Regions from separate parts of the Sus scrofa genome. Here region 2 is linked to region 1. Evidence: chromatin contacts called from public Hi-C data. All regions are on one chromosome and are shown on one strand. The core of a region is the stretch at or near the end of the contact, and the rest is flanking DNA. Distances in the headings are between cores, read along the strand shown. Region 1 holds the start of SHROOM3 (protein Shroom3). Region 2 overlaps SHROOM3 (protein Shroom3).

Evidence for each region. A called contact is a pair of places that touch in the nucleus more often than the background predicts.
Region 2: a contact with region 1 is called in a Hi-C map of liver, with 2.8 times the contacts expected there. The contact joins the enhancer-like site here to the promoter of SHROOM3 in region 1. A contact is called at or near these places in 1 of 5 promoter capture datasets (liver) and 19 of 47 Hi-C or Micro-C datasets (alveolar macrophages, brain, embryonic fibroblasts and 9 more).

What each region holds. Positions count from the first base shown.
Region 1 is chr8:72,094,773-72,101,185 of Sscrofa11.1, reverse strand. SHROOM3 (protein Shroom3) reads right to left here and starts at 3,625. Exons shown (of 16, transcript XM_003482418.4): 1 at 3,288-3,625; 2 at 2,603-2,857. The coding sequence starts at 2,767.
Region 2 is chr8:72,155,209-72,161,621 of Sscrofa11.1, reverse strand. All of the region lies in intron 2 of SHROOM3 (protein Shroom3), which reads right to left. Among named protein-coding and RNA genes, the nearest start is that of SHROOM3, 61 kb to the right of the region's middle. Within about 2 kb of position 3,506, at least 2 of the 83 cell types and tissues checked have an H3K27ac peak or open chromatin away from gene starts, as enhancers often do. A contact at or near this core is called in fetal liver and liver, where this site is marked.

The DNA.
Region 1 (6,413 bases), core at 2,376-4,875:
GAGTAGACTGCCCCAGATTACATCCTTGAAAGGAAAGAGATTGCCTTCTGCTTCCTCTTTTTTCACTTCTTACTGTCTGGAAAGCTGATGTTATGACAAATCGCCATGGACCAGGCAGACAGGGCATCACTCCAGGGATGGAAGTAAGAAAGTAGAAGGGACTAGGGTCCCTGACCCATGTGGTCATCTTTCAGTTTGGCTTACATTCAGATTTGTCATGTGAGAGAGAGAAAAATTCCTATATTGTTTAAGCTGTTGTTATTTTGGATCTTTGTATAGCCTGTATCCTAATACAGCATCTCTTAGAATAATGAAAAGCTGAGTTCCCATCAAGGAAATGAATCTGATCAGTATCCATAAGGACTCAGGTTCGATCCCTGGCCTCGCTCAGTGGGTTAAGGATGCAGTGTTGCCATGCGCCATGGTGTGGGTCTCAGACTCGGTTCAGATCTGGCATTGCTGTGGCTGTGGCTGTGGCAGGTGGCTACAGCTCCAATTCAACCTCAGGTGCAGGCATCAAAAAAAAAAAAAAAAAAAAAAAAAGAAGAAAAAGAAAAGAAAAGAAAAGCAACGTCATAATCTTTGCAGAGATTTTTGAGCTTTTTCTGTGTATCAGATCCTATGCTAACTATTCTAAATGCACAGTATCATTCAATCCTCACACATTCCAATAAGGGAAATAATTGTTTACCCTCTTTCTGCAGATAAAATGGAGCCTTAGCACAGCGGCTCATTAGTGGTAGGATTAGGCCTGTCTGACAGCAAACTGTATTCACGTAAACAGATACATAAAATCCTATTAAAGACCAGGCAAACTGAATATAAATCAGAGTTTTAAAATGCAGAGATGTTATTTATGTCTGTGGCAGATATTCTCAGCTGTTTACCTAATACTCATTCCCTCTTTCTTCCTGAAACAGACCCTCGATTTGTTCAAATAGTGGGTAGAGGTTTCCTTGACATCAGGAAGGCTGAGTTTCTACTACAGAACCCAGGAGAGAAATCCTGACTGGTCTAAACTAGTCATGGTAATATCATTCCCTTGGCCAGTAATCGGTCTAAGGATAGTTATGCGACACAGTTCTGGTCAATGAGATGTAAGCACGAGTTTCACAGGGAGGTTGTCCCTCTTCAAATAAAAATTCCAAATCCTGCCCAGAATGAAGATGCAATGCTGGAGGTGTGGCATCCATCTTGCAACCATGAAGACAAAAGCCAACATCATAAAAAGGCAGAAGGGACGTTCTCGACTTTATTAAGCTGCCTCTCCTCGCTTGGACAGCCTAACTCCAGACTGCTTTTGTTTTTGTTTGTTCATTTGTTTTGGCTGTGCCCATGGCATGCAGAAGTTCCCAGGCCAGGGATCGAACCCACACCACAGTTATAACCAGAGCCACAGCAACAGAAACACCTTAACCCACTAAACCATAAGGGAACTCCTAGATATCTTGTAACAGGAGAAAAACTAAGCCCATTTACTTAGGCCACTATCAGTTGGGTTTCCAGTTACTTATAGGTGGAAGCCTTCCTTATGAATACACATATATGTAAACATATCTTGTTTTCTTAGGAAAGACAAGGAAAAGTCACACAGCTTACAGTAATAACCTGCACACTCTTGGCTCACTGCTGGAAACCAATTCCCACTGGCTCACCCACAATAAGAATCATTTCAGACTCCCCTAAAACACGCATTTGGTGGAATATGAAAACTAACCTTAAATAGGTAACCAAACTCAGGCAAAATGCATATTTAACTCTTTCCCACCTTCAAACCAGAAAAAAATTTTCGCCTCAATTACCAGTGTTTCTTGAGTAATGCACTTATATTCCATTATTTTTGATTGCTAATATTCTGAAATTTTAAAAGAAATCTCTGCACGGTTTCTTAATCTCTGTAGTTTCAGAGAAAAACAGAAACACTAAACCTACGGCATAAAATGGATTCATGCAATGGGCGTACGTATCCTCACCAAGAGAAATGAAGAACCAAGGCACGCTGCGGGATGGCTAAGGTTTAAAAATTGGCTTAAATGCATAGATAAAGAAGAGAGGCAAAAATGCTGTTTTGCCCTGGAATCATACTGAAGGCTGATTTAATTCTCCTCTCTGAATGTGCAAAAAGCAAAAAATAATATTGATGCAATTGATGATCCAGAATTACAAATTCTAAAATATTTTAGAATGCTAGATATTTTCAGTTGAAAGAAGAGCAGATATTTCTCTAGCCATATGCCAAATAAAAGTGCACATATACAGATACCCAGTCTGCCACCACCTTAGCTGTGCTGTTAATCTTTAATCTGATTCATAACTGAAAAGATCATGTGGTAGCTTGTTTGATACTATTTCATTCACAAAAAGAGATTAGCCATCAAACAAGCACATTTTCCTCTGGGATTTCACCAAATAAAGGCGCTAGACACATTTTTCTTTCACATGCCAAGCCAGGCAAAATATTTCCAGATACAATCAGAAAGGTCACGAAACAGCAAAGCAGGCACTCTTCAGGCACTCCTTGGCCTTATTTTTGTGTTTTTGACAGATCTGGCAAAAGGTGAACAAAAGCAATTTGAAGACAGTACTGGAAAAAGAAGCATACCTTAGAGATGATTAATGGTTCTCCGTGCTCCAGGCCACCTTTCAAAGTAAAACCCCAAGGAGCTCCTCCCTGCAGGAAAGCTTCCAGATAAATGTACCTGGCCCTGGGGGGCCTGTTCGGGTTCAGGGTGGCACTGGTTTCCTCGAAGTTCTCCTTGGTCATCATGCCAAACACATGAGCCGGAGAGTTAAATTTTAAACAGATTCAGGCAGGCGCTTCTTCTAGAGTACAATATGCCATCCTTTGGGACCCACACTGGCAAAAGAAAAGTTTTCAGAAACTGTTTCTTTCCGATGGAAAATGTTCTTCCGACCTTAACGCCAAGATGCTGAGCCAGAATTTCTCATTTCAACATTTCTGAATGTAACCTCTCCTCCTGGAATTCCTGGTTCTCACTGAAGCCCCCAACTGATGTTATGTTTCTCCATTCTGTTCAAAAAACTTCTTTCAGAGTTACTCTCAAGACCGCTTTTATTTCACACCTACACACACCCAAACTTTTCCTGTACATTTTACAGAGAAACTTAAAAATCACCTTACAAATAGTAAGAAAATTGCCAAAACTCAACTGAATACCTCAGTTTTGATTGATTATCAACCCTTTCTTCCTCCCCCGAGTGAAATTTACCATTACAATAGCCTCCCCTAGCCCCAGAAGTAGCTTTAAAAGAAAGAAAGCACTTACTATGCTTCTGCTGGCTTCAGAATTTTCTAACGTGTCCCAAAGAGACAGAGAAGCTGCGCTAACACTTCTGGCCCAGGTTTTCCAGCAATAAGTTCATAGTTTGTTTCTTGCAAAAAGGAAAAATAAGTTTTTGCAGAATGTAAGGGGAAGGAAAAAAAAAAAAAAGGAAATTAACCATCGGTGGGAAAAAAGATCCAGGAGGCAGCTCAGTTCTTCGGTATTTTCAGGGATGATCAGCCACCGCTGCTACCCAGGCAGCCACTTGCCTCCTCTGAGAAGAAAGAGTAAGGAAGTGAGAGGAAATGGATTAAGGCAAACAGAGGCACCGCAACCTTTCTGCACAGTAAGCAGTGCTCTGCGGAATTCAACTCACCACAAAGACCTGACCAATCAAAACAGCCTTACAGTTGATAAAAGGTAGACAGTTAAAAATACCATACAGATGGCTAATTAGCAAGGAGCAGAAAATAGTTGCCACACGAGCCCCACCTTGTTCCAATTAAAGCAGAATCCTTGGGGGCGAGCCGTAGGTATTGACATTTTTCTAAAATGCAGGGCAATGCTGCTGTGCAGCCAAGTTTGCGAAGTAGTGCCCTGAGCGGTTTTGGTAAACATTTAAGTAGGGGTCAAGGTGGTGGCACAAGGGCTTTATTTTGTTCATTAGAAAATGCCAATAGAATAAATGTCCAGCTTCTCATCTGGAAATCATCCGATCAAATTTCTGCTTGTTGGATTCAATACAAACAAGAGGCAGACTTTCTTCTATATTTTAATTGTTATCTATTTCAAACCTGTGTGTTATCCATTCTTCAAATGAAAAGAAATATTTAATGCCTGGCAAACAGTAGGCACGCCAGGCAGAATGTTGTTCTGATTTCAGGTTAGTAATGGAATTTTGTAATAATGTTACATAACATCTCACAGGAATACTCTCTGTTAAAAATTTAAACAGTGCTGAGAAAACTGTATCTTTTACCCGGAAGCCTTAGCTATCAAGTTATTGGAACAATTTAGAATTACTTCTTCTGTTTGTTTTTATTTTTTTATTTTTTTAGAATCACTTTCAAAGGATATTTTGCTGAAATGCTTTCTGTTTAAAAATACATGATAATGTGAATTATGCTGGAAACTGAGGTTTTGCTATCAATTTAATTTTGGTGTTTGTGCCTATAGTTAATGAAAAGTTAAATATTAGAGAAGAGATATACCATGCAAAGAAGTCATGACAATATTTAATGCACAACACCTGACAAGTGTTATTTGCTTTTCAGTAGTAACTCCATCCATAGGGCTCAGAGATTGAAAAAAAAAATTGTAAAAAGTCATTTTAATGTAATGATAGTACTTTAGTGGAAACAAATGTGTACAAAATAGAAGCATAAGGTAAATGTTGTCTGATTCTCAAGAAGTAATTTGTGCAATTTTTATTGGGGCTTCCTTTTGCAGCCTAGTTTATAAATTAAGAATAAAGGCAAAACCTTGGCTTTTCTTTCACTCTAGTATTTAAATAAAATCGTAAGTAGATGAAGAGGTTTTTTTTTGAAAAATTTTTTTTGTGGCACTTGTGATTTTGCTCCTAAATTCATTTTGTAAAAAATGAGATTTCACAGAATCAACATTTAATATTAAAAGCAAAAAGGATATATGGCTGGGCCACTTTGCTGTAGAGCAGAAATTGGTACAACACTGTAAATCAACTATACTTTAGTCAAAAAATAAATTTTAAAAAATATGAAAAGTAATGAAGCTCAAACAAAAGGCAAAGTAAAGAACAAGGTAAGCAGTGAATAGAACTCAGGGCTCGCGGACCAAAGAAACCTCTATTTCATTGTATCATCAAAATATTTTAATGAAAAATAATATATAATCTGAAAAAAAAAACATATAGAACTTCATTTGGTGGCTATTCAGTGTAGCAACTGATAGATCGGGGTTAGAATATAATTTTCCCCATCTTACATTGCTCACAATCAAAGAATGTATCCTTGTTTTCAGAGGAAAGGGCACAGAGGCCATGAGAAGCCTAAATAATCTGACCAGAGTCATCTTGCAAGCAGCCTAAATGGGCATAGATTTAAAATTGTCAGATTCCATTGTTAGGAATGGAATCTCAGATTGCATAATTTATGGCAAACTTTCTTTGTGGCCAGCATTGCTAATTCATAAGGATAACCTCTGTTAGGGCCTGTGATTTGACCCAAATTCTAATTAGAGGATGAAATTGGACTCTCCCTCCTCCCCAGGGAGAGAAAGACAACTCTGTTGTCTCAAGGTGTTGCTAGGAGGAGGGACTAAGACTACATCTTAGTATTATTATGAAAATGGCTTTGACCTTGCAAACCCAAAAGGGTCTCAGAGACCAAGATCCCCAGATCCCACTTTGAGAATTGCTATCCTTAACCAGATATCTAAAGCTATCCCACTCTTACCAGTTTGTTGAGCCTATAAACACATGTGTATTTTTTCCTTAAACAGCTAGAGTGGGGTTTCTGTTACTTGCCATTGAAAGTTTTTTTTGTTTTTTTTTTTATTTTTGTCTTTTGTCTTTTTAGGGCCACACCTGCAGCATATGGAGGTTCCCAGGCTAGGGGTCTAATGGGAGCTGTTGCTGCCGGCCTACACCACAGCCACAGCAACGCCAAATCCAAGCTGAGTCTGCGACCTACACCACAGCTCACGGCAACGCCGGATCCTTAACCCACTGAGCAAGGGCAGGGACCGAACCCACAATCTCATGGTTTCTAGTTGGATTCGTTAACCACTGCGCCACAACGGGAACTCCTGAAAGAATTTTAAGTAAACACAGTGACATCCTTGATGGTTCTTCCTGATTCAGGAGACATTTTAGGGAAGTTTAGTGCAGTCTCATAGCAGTGGCTTCAAATCTTGTTCCCTCTCTTTGTTTCCTCTTCCCTTCTTCCTTCTACCTCTAATTTAGAATTACTCCTACTTTCTTATCAAGTTCTTCCCTGTGTGACAAATAGATCCAACACAGCTTACAACTTTACATTCTCTGTATGAAAAAAATCCCCAGTGTTGTAACTGAGTTCATTTTGTTCTGTTACTGTGAAGATGATCCCAGAGCAGAAAAAATATTCAACCATGTTGACTCTCCTATTCTACTGG
Region 2 (6,413 bases), core at 2,257-4,756, 61 kb before region 1:
GCTCCAGCTGCAGCTTAGATCGAGAATGAGGCTCAGATCTGATCCCTACCCTGGGAGCTCCATTTACTGCAGTGGCCAAATAAAAAAAAAAAAAAAAAAAAAAAAAAAAGAAAGAGAAAAAGAAAAAAAGATGAACATATGATTATCCGGACTCCAAAATTCCATTCTCTGCAAAGATAGAGACAGATTTGAGGGAACAAATAAGAGAAGATAAAGCACCCTGGGATCAGCAATAGCTGTCCAGGAACAAGAAGAGGGGATGGTTTGGGAAGCTATGGGAGAAACCAGTGCACAGGAGGTGCGGTCTTCCATTGAGGAAAGCAGCCCCAGCAAAGCTGAGATTTGCCCTGCAATTTCCTTTCCATTATTGCAACTGGAAACCAGAGAACAAAGGAGCTGGTTGATAGAACCCACATGGCTCAGCCCCCAGGGGCAGAGCATGGATGTGGAGGAACAAAAGGAGAAAGTTGAGTGCACTGTCTAATGCCGAAACTGAAGCATAAACTCTGGAGCCAGATGACTTGGGTCCAAGGTTGAATCTGCCATGCCCCAGCTAGGAGGCCTTCGGGCAATAGGCTTAGCCCCTCGATGCCTCAGTTTCCTCATCTTTAAAGTGGAGATAATAATATCTACCTCAAAGTTGCTCAATAAGCAAGAGAATAAATACATGAGAAGTATTTAGTATGTAGCAAGTGTTTCGTAAGTGGTAACTACTATTATTGTTTTAAACATTCCTAGGAGTTTCCTGGTGGTCTAGTGGTTAGGATTTGGTGCTTTCACCACAGCAGCCTGGGTTCAATCCCTGGTCTGGAAACTGAGGTCCCACATCAAGCTGCTGCACACCATGACCAAATAATAAGAATAAAATAATTTTTAGGAGTTCCCATCTTGGCTTAGCTGTTAATGAACCCTGATGCTAGTGGTTAACTAGCATCCATGAGGACACTATTTAATCCCTGGCCTCACTCAGTGGGTTAAGGATCCAGCATTGCTGTGACTGTGGTGTAGGCTGGCAGCTATAGCTCTGATTTGACCCCTAGCCTGGGAACCTCCAAATGCCACAGATGGGCCCTAAAAAAAGACAAAAGACCAAAAAAAATTTTTTTTAATTCCCTTTCTATATTCTCTGCTCATTTAAACAAGAGTTTATAAAATCTAAATATATCCTATGTTGTGTCTACACTTAAGAAATTTCAAATAGGAATGTTCCCCAATCTCTTCCAGAACCTTCCAAGAAGTCCTCGAAATGTGACTTTCTCCGTGAAGACTTCCCTGAGCCCCTCATGCAGAAGGAGCCTCTTCTGTGCCTCCAGAAACCTGTGTCCACTCCCCTCTAGTGGCTACCACAGTCCTCACCAAAATATATATGACTAGGGTACATATGGCTCTTCTCATTTCCTTAAAACCAGGAATCATAACTCCTTATTTATTTATTTATTTATTTACGTCTTTTTAGGGCTGCACCCGGGGCATATGGAAGTTCCAGGCTAGGGGTCTAATCAGAGCCACAGCTGCCAGCCTACACCTCAGCCGCAGCAACACAGGAGCCAAGCTGCATCTTCAAACTACACCACAGCTCACAGCATCTGCAACCTATGCCACTGTTCACAGCAATGCCAGATCCTTAACCCACTGAGAGAGGCCAGGGATCCAACCTGCAACTTCATGGGTTCTTGACGGGTTCGTTTCCACTGCGCCACAACAGGAACTCCCTCCTTATTTATTTTTGAAATAACTATAGTGCCTAACACTGTACTTTATATATACAAACATTTATTGCCCTGAATTATATTGAAATTGTAGTGTTTTGAATATGGCTTGAAACAAGTTCACTGCTGGTTGACATTTTATTTTATTTATTTAATTATTTTTTGTTAAATTTAGGGCCGCACCTGCAGCATGTGGAAGTTCCCAGGCTAGGGGTCGAAGAGGAGCTGCAGCTGCCCATCCCAGCATGGCCACAGCAACGCAGGATCCCAGCTGAGTCTGAGACCTACACAGCAGCTCACAGCAACACCAGATCCTTTAACCCACTGAGCAAGGCCAGGAATCCAACCCACATCCTCATGGGTACTAGTCTGGCTCCTAACCCACTAAGCCACAATGGGAACTCCTCATTGATATTTAAAAATCCTGTAGTTACACTGAGTATCTGTTGAGATGGTTTTTCTTTTTCCCGGGCATATGGAAGTTCTGGGGCCGGGGACTGAATCTGAGCTGCAGCTGTGGGAACTCAGGATCCTTTAATTCACTGCACCAGGCTGGGGATTGAACCCACATCCTCATAGATACCAGACAGGTTCGTAACCTGCTGAGCTGGGACAGGAACGCCCTGCACTGTATGATTTTAGTGAAGTAGCTTTGTCTGTTCCTATCATGTGGCTTCTGATTACTGCTGGGGACATTTCTTCTTTCAGAAAAAAAAAAAAAAATCTGTTAGAAAACACAGGTGTTCTCAATTTCCATCACACGAATGCAAGAGGCAGGTTTGGTGAAACTGCCTTTGATGGGACTCAAATTTCCCCTTCTTCAGTTTCATGGGTTATAGTGAAGTCAACAAGAGTGTAATTTGTGTTTGCATAAAACCAGAACACAAAAGAAAAGATCCAGGCATTATGGAGCATTCCCATACCGAAAGGGCGAAGTTCAGTTTTTGTTAGTTACTCTCACTATTCAGCAAATACGCCTCTGGTAATATCCCAGGGCCAAATCTCTCTAATGTTCCCACTGCTTAAGGGAGATAAGGGAAAACCCAATTACTACTTGGTTAAACTAGATATATCTGATGATTAAGGAGGAGAAACCAAGATAATGTTAATTAAGATAATGTTGATGATTCAGGAGGAGAAATTAAGATAACGATGCAATTTCTGAACTCTGTGTTTGTACCCAAAGAAAGAAAACGTTCACCAGTCCTTCTTATATGCTGCCTAAAAGAGGAAGCCTCTATCTCTCCATCCATCTATCCTTCCACCCAACCAAACATCCATCCATTTCCACATCCATCTGCCAATCTATGCATATATATATATGTATATGTTTATATGTATGTATGTATCTATCTATCTTCCTTGACTTATCAACTTGAGCCTGAGTCTAGCTCAAAAAGACTGTAGGCAGACAGCTGGAAAACTACAAATAGGACAGTCACCCCTGTGTGAACTCCCTGGGAACTGAAAATACAAACTCTTAACCCACAAACATAAAACTAAAAACCTTCCCAAGGAAGCAGCCTATATCTGATCGTATAAAATCAGATTGTTCTGTCTCCTGACCCTGGAAAATACACATCTGCATGATCAGAGTCAAGAGAACAAACTGGAATTCATATAAGAGGAAAGGACTGAAGACTGCAAGTTACACCACTTTGTTCAAAGCCCCCCAGGGGTTCCCCATCTCCCTCAGAGGAAAAGCCAAAGTCCTTGCATTGGCCAAGGTCCCAGCGTGATCTGGCTGCTCACTGCTGTCCTCCCTGCTTGCTGTGCTCCACCACTCAGGGCCTCTTTCCTGATCTTCTCGCATGCCTGGCAGGTCCCACTGTAGGACCTTGAACACCCTCTGCCTTGAACACCCTTTCCTCAAACGAAACGCCCCCTGGTCCACTGCCTTATCTCCCTGTCTTTCTTTTTTTTTTTTTTTTTTGTCTTTTTGCCTTTTCTAGGGCCGCTCCCACGGCATATGGAGGTTCCTAGGCTAGGGGTCTAATTGGGGCTGTTGCCTCCAGCCTATGCCAGAGCCACAGCAACGCAGGATCCAAGCCACGGCTGTGACCTACACCACAGCTCACGGCAAAGCCGGATCATTAACCCACTGAGCAAGGGCAAGGATCGAACCCCCAACCTCATGGTTCCTAGTCGGATTCGTTAACCACTGCGCCATGACGGGAACTCCCTCCCTGTCTTTCTAATTAATTGGTTTTTCACTACGATCTTTGTTATGACTTTTTTCCTACTTACTTTGAAATACAAATCATTGTGAAAGCCACAATATAGAGGAATTACTTGTTACGTAGCAATAGGTTACTGAAACACAAAGGAAAACAGATTCTCTGCAAATGAGCTACTTGAAGAAGTTCCAGAAGTTTTAGTTAGCCAAGACATAGTGCTGGGGTGAATAGGAGTTAAAGCGTTTGGCTGATATGCTGTGGAATCAAAAATCATACAATATTAGAGTTCCTGTCATGGCAGAGCAGAAATGAATTCATCTAGGAACCATGAGGTTGCAGGTTCGATCCCTGGCCTCGCTCAATGGGTTAAGGATCCAGGGTTGCCATGAGCTGTGGTATAGTTTGCAAACGCGGCTTGGATCTGCGTGGCTGTGGCTGTGGCGTGGGCCAGAAGCTATAGCTCTGATTAGACCCCTAGCCTGGGAACCTCCATTTTTTGTGGCCCTCAAAAGACAAAAAGACAAAAAAAAATTTTTTTTTTAATCACAACATTGTTGAATGAGTGAAAAAGTACTTTGATCAGGTCAAGTTGAAATGACTTGTCCAAAATCACACAGTGAATAGGAACAAATCTAGGAATAGAACTGGAGCTTCCCTAACTCTCAGCTCATCATATACTTATTTATTCTACAAATATTTATCGAGCGCATTCTTTGTGTAAGGCACTATGCCAGGAGCTGGGGATGCAGTGATGGTCCTTGTCCTTAGAGAGGTTACATTCCATCAGGTGACACTGACCTTAGGCAATGACCTACTTGACTTTTTTGTTTGCTTAATTACAACTGTGATAAGAGTCACCAAGGGGAATAGGGCGCTTGGGTGGGGGAGGGTCTCTGAAATAGTCGGGAGAGAACAGCGACAGTTAAGCTGCAACCAAAGGACAAGTAAAAATGAACTGCAATGAAGGGAAGGGAAGATTTCAGGTAGAACTAAAGGCACCAACCCTTTCCACTACATCAACTGCTTGTCATATATCATGGTGTTCCTGACTCTAGAATCCCAGCAAGATTCTTGGGTCAGGAGTTCCCATCGTGGCGCAGTGGTTAACAAATCTGACTAGGAACCACGAGGTTGTGGGTTCGATCCCTGCCCTTGCTCAGTGGGTTAAGGATCCGGCTTTGCCATGAGCTGCGGTGTAGGTCGCAGACGTGGCTTGGATCCCGCATTGCTGTGGCTGTGGTGTAGGCCGGTGGCTACAGCTCTGATTAGACCCCTAGCCTGGGAACCTCCATGTGCCGTGGGAAGTGGCCCTAGAAAAGGCATAAAGACAAAAAAAAAAAAAAAGATTCCTCGGTCAGCAAGATAATCAGGAGATAAGACTAGCAAGTGGAAATACACAGAAAAGAAAGAGAGAGAGAAATGAGAAATCAGTAAGAGTAGAGTTTTCCTACTTGAGAGACATAACCGAAGGCCAACTGGTCCAAGAGGGTGTGGGACACCGTGACAATGGAAAGATGGGAACTATCGAAGCTGTTAACCCATGGTTTGGGTCAAAAACCACCAGGAAAAAGGGTCTCACTGGGAATTCCTGAAGCTCCAATAACTTGTCTGTGTCTAGTGCCTTCATTAGGGACGCGCCTACCTCTCTGGGGCTTGGGGCAGGTGATCATGGCAAGTTCATGTAAATTTCTGGGGCCACTACCACACCTCAGGGCCACAAGGTCCCTGAGGATGGCTCATCCAGCTCCCGGACCCTGCAGGGCTTTGCCCTCCTTACCCGGAAATGTCCCATCCGCTTAATTCTCAGACACCTGTGCCCTTAGCAGATCTAAACCTGTCATTAGGCAAAAGAGCTCTAAACTTAAATCTTTTGCATCCCAGACTCTGAACACATCCTCCAAGCCTCCTATTCTTGCCACATGTTCTCCGTTGTTGTGCTCATCACACAGTCTTCAGTCTTAATACCTTTGCTCCATTGACACCTCTATTGTCTCCCAAAGGAGTCATTCCTGCCTAGCTTCAAGTCCTCTCTCATCACGCTTGGTCTTTCTATGGGGTCCATTTGTCAGCACTGCAGCCGCGAGCCATCTGCTTCTGTTTGAGTATCCAGGCTGCTGGGTGCTGATGATAATGATACTGCCATGCAGATGATGCCCCAAAAGTATCATGGTCTCTCTTCTAAGCTGACAATCAACGCTGTCCCTATTCCCCACACGCGCCACACACTCGCCACATCAACGCTCACCAGCCAGCTTGTCTGCCCTTTCTCTCACGTCACTGAAAATATACACCTGCAATGTCAGAACCACATCAACTTCCTGCTCCTCTGCTGTCAGATGGGACTTCCTAGATGTAGAGCCAGAGACGGATTCACACGTAAAGTGATGTGCTGAGAAAACTATAAGGAAGTGAGGGAGGCAGGATGGCACAGAAGTCAGGATGTGGTTGCAGCTGAAGCCTGTTTTCAGGCTGATCCCCCGGGAACTCTGGAGCAGGAATAGCACAGAGCTGTCCACTTGGAGCCAAG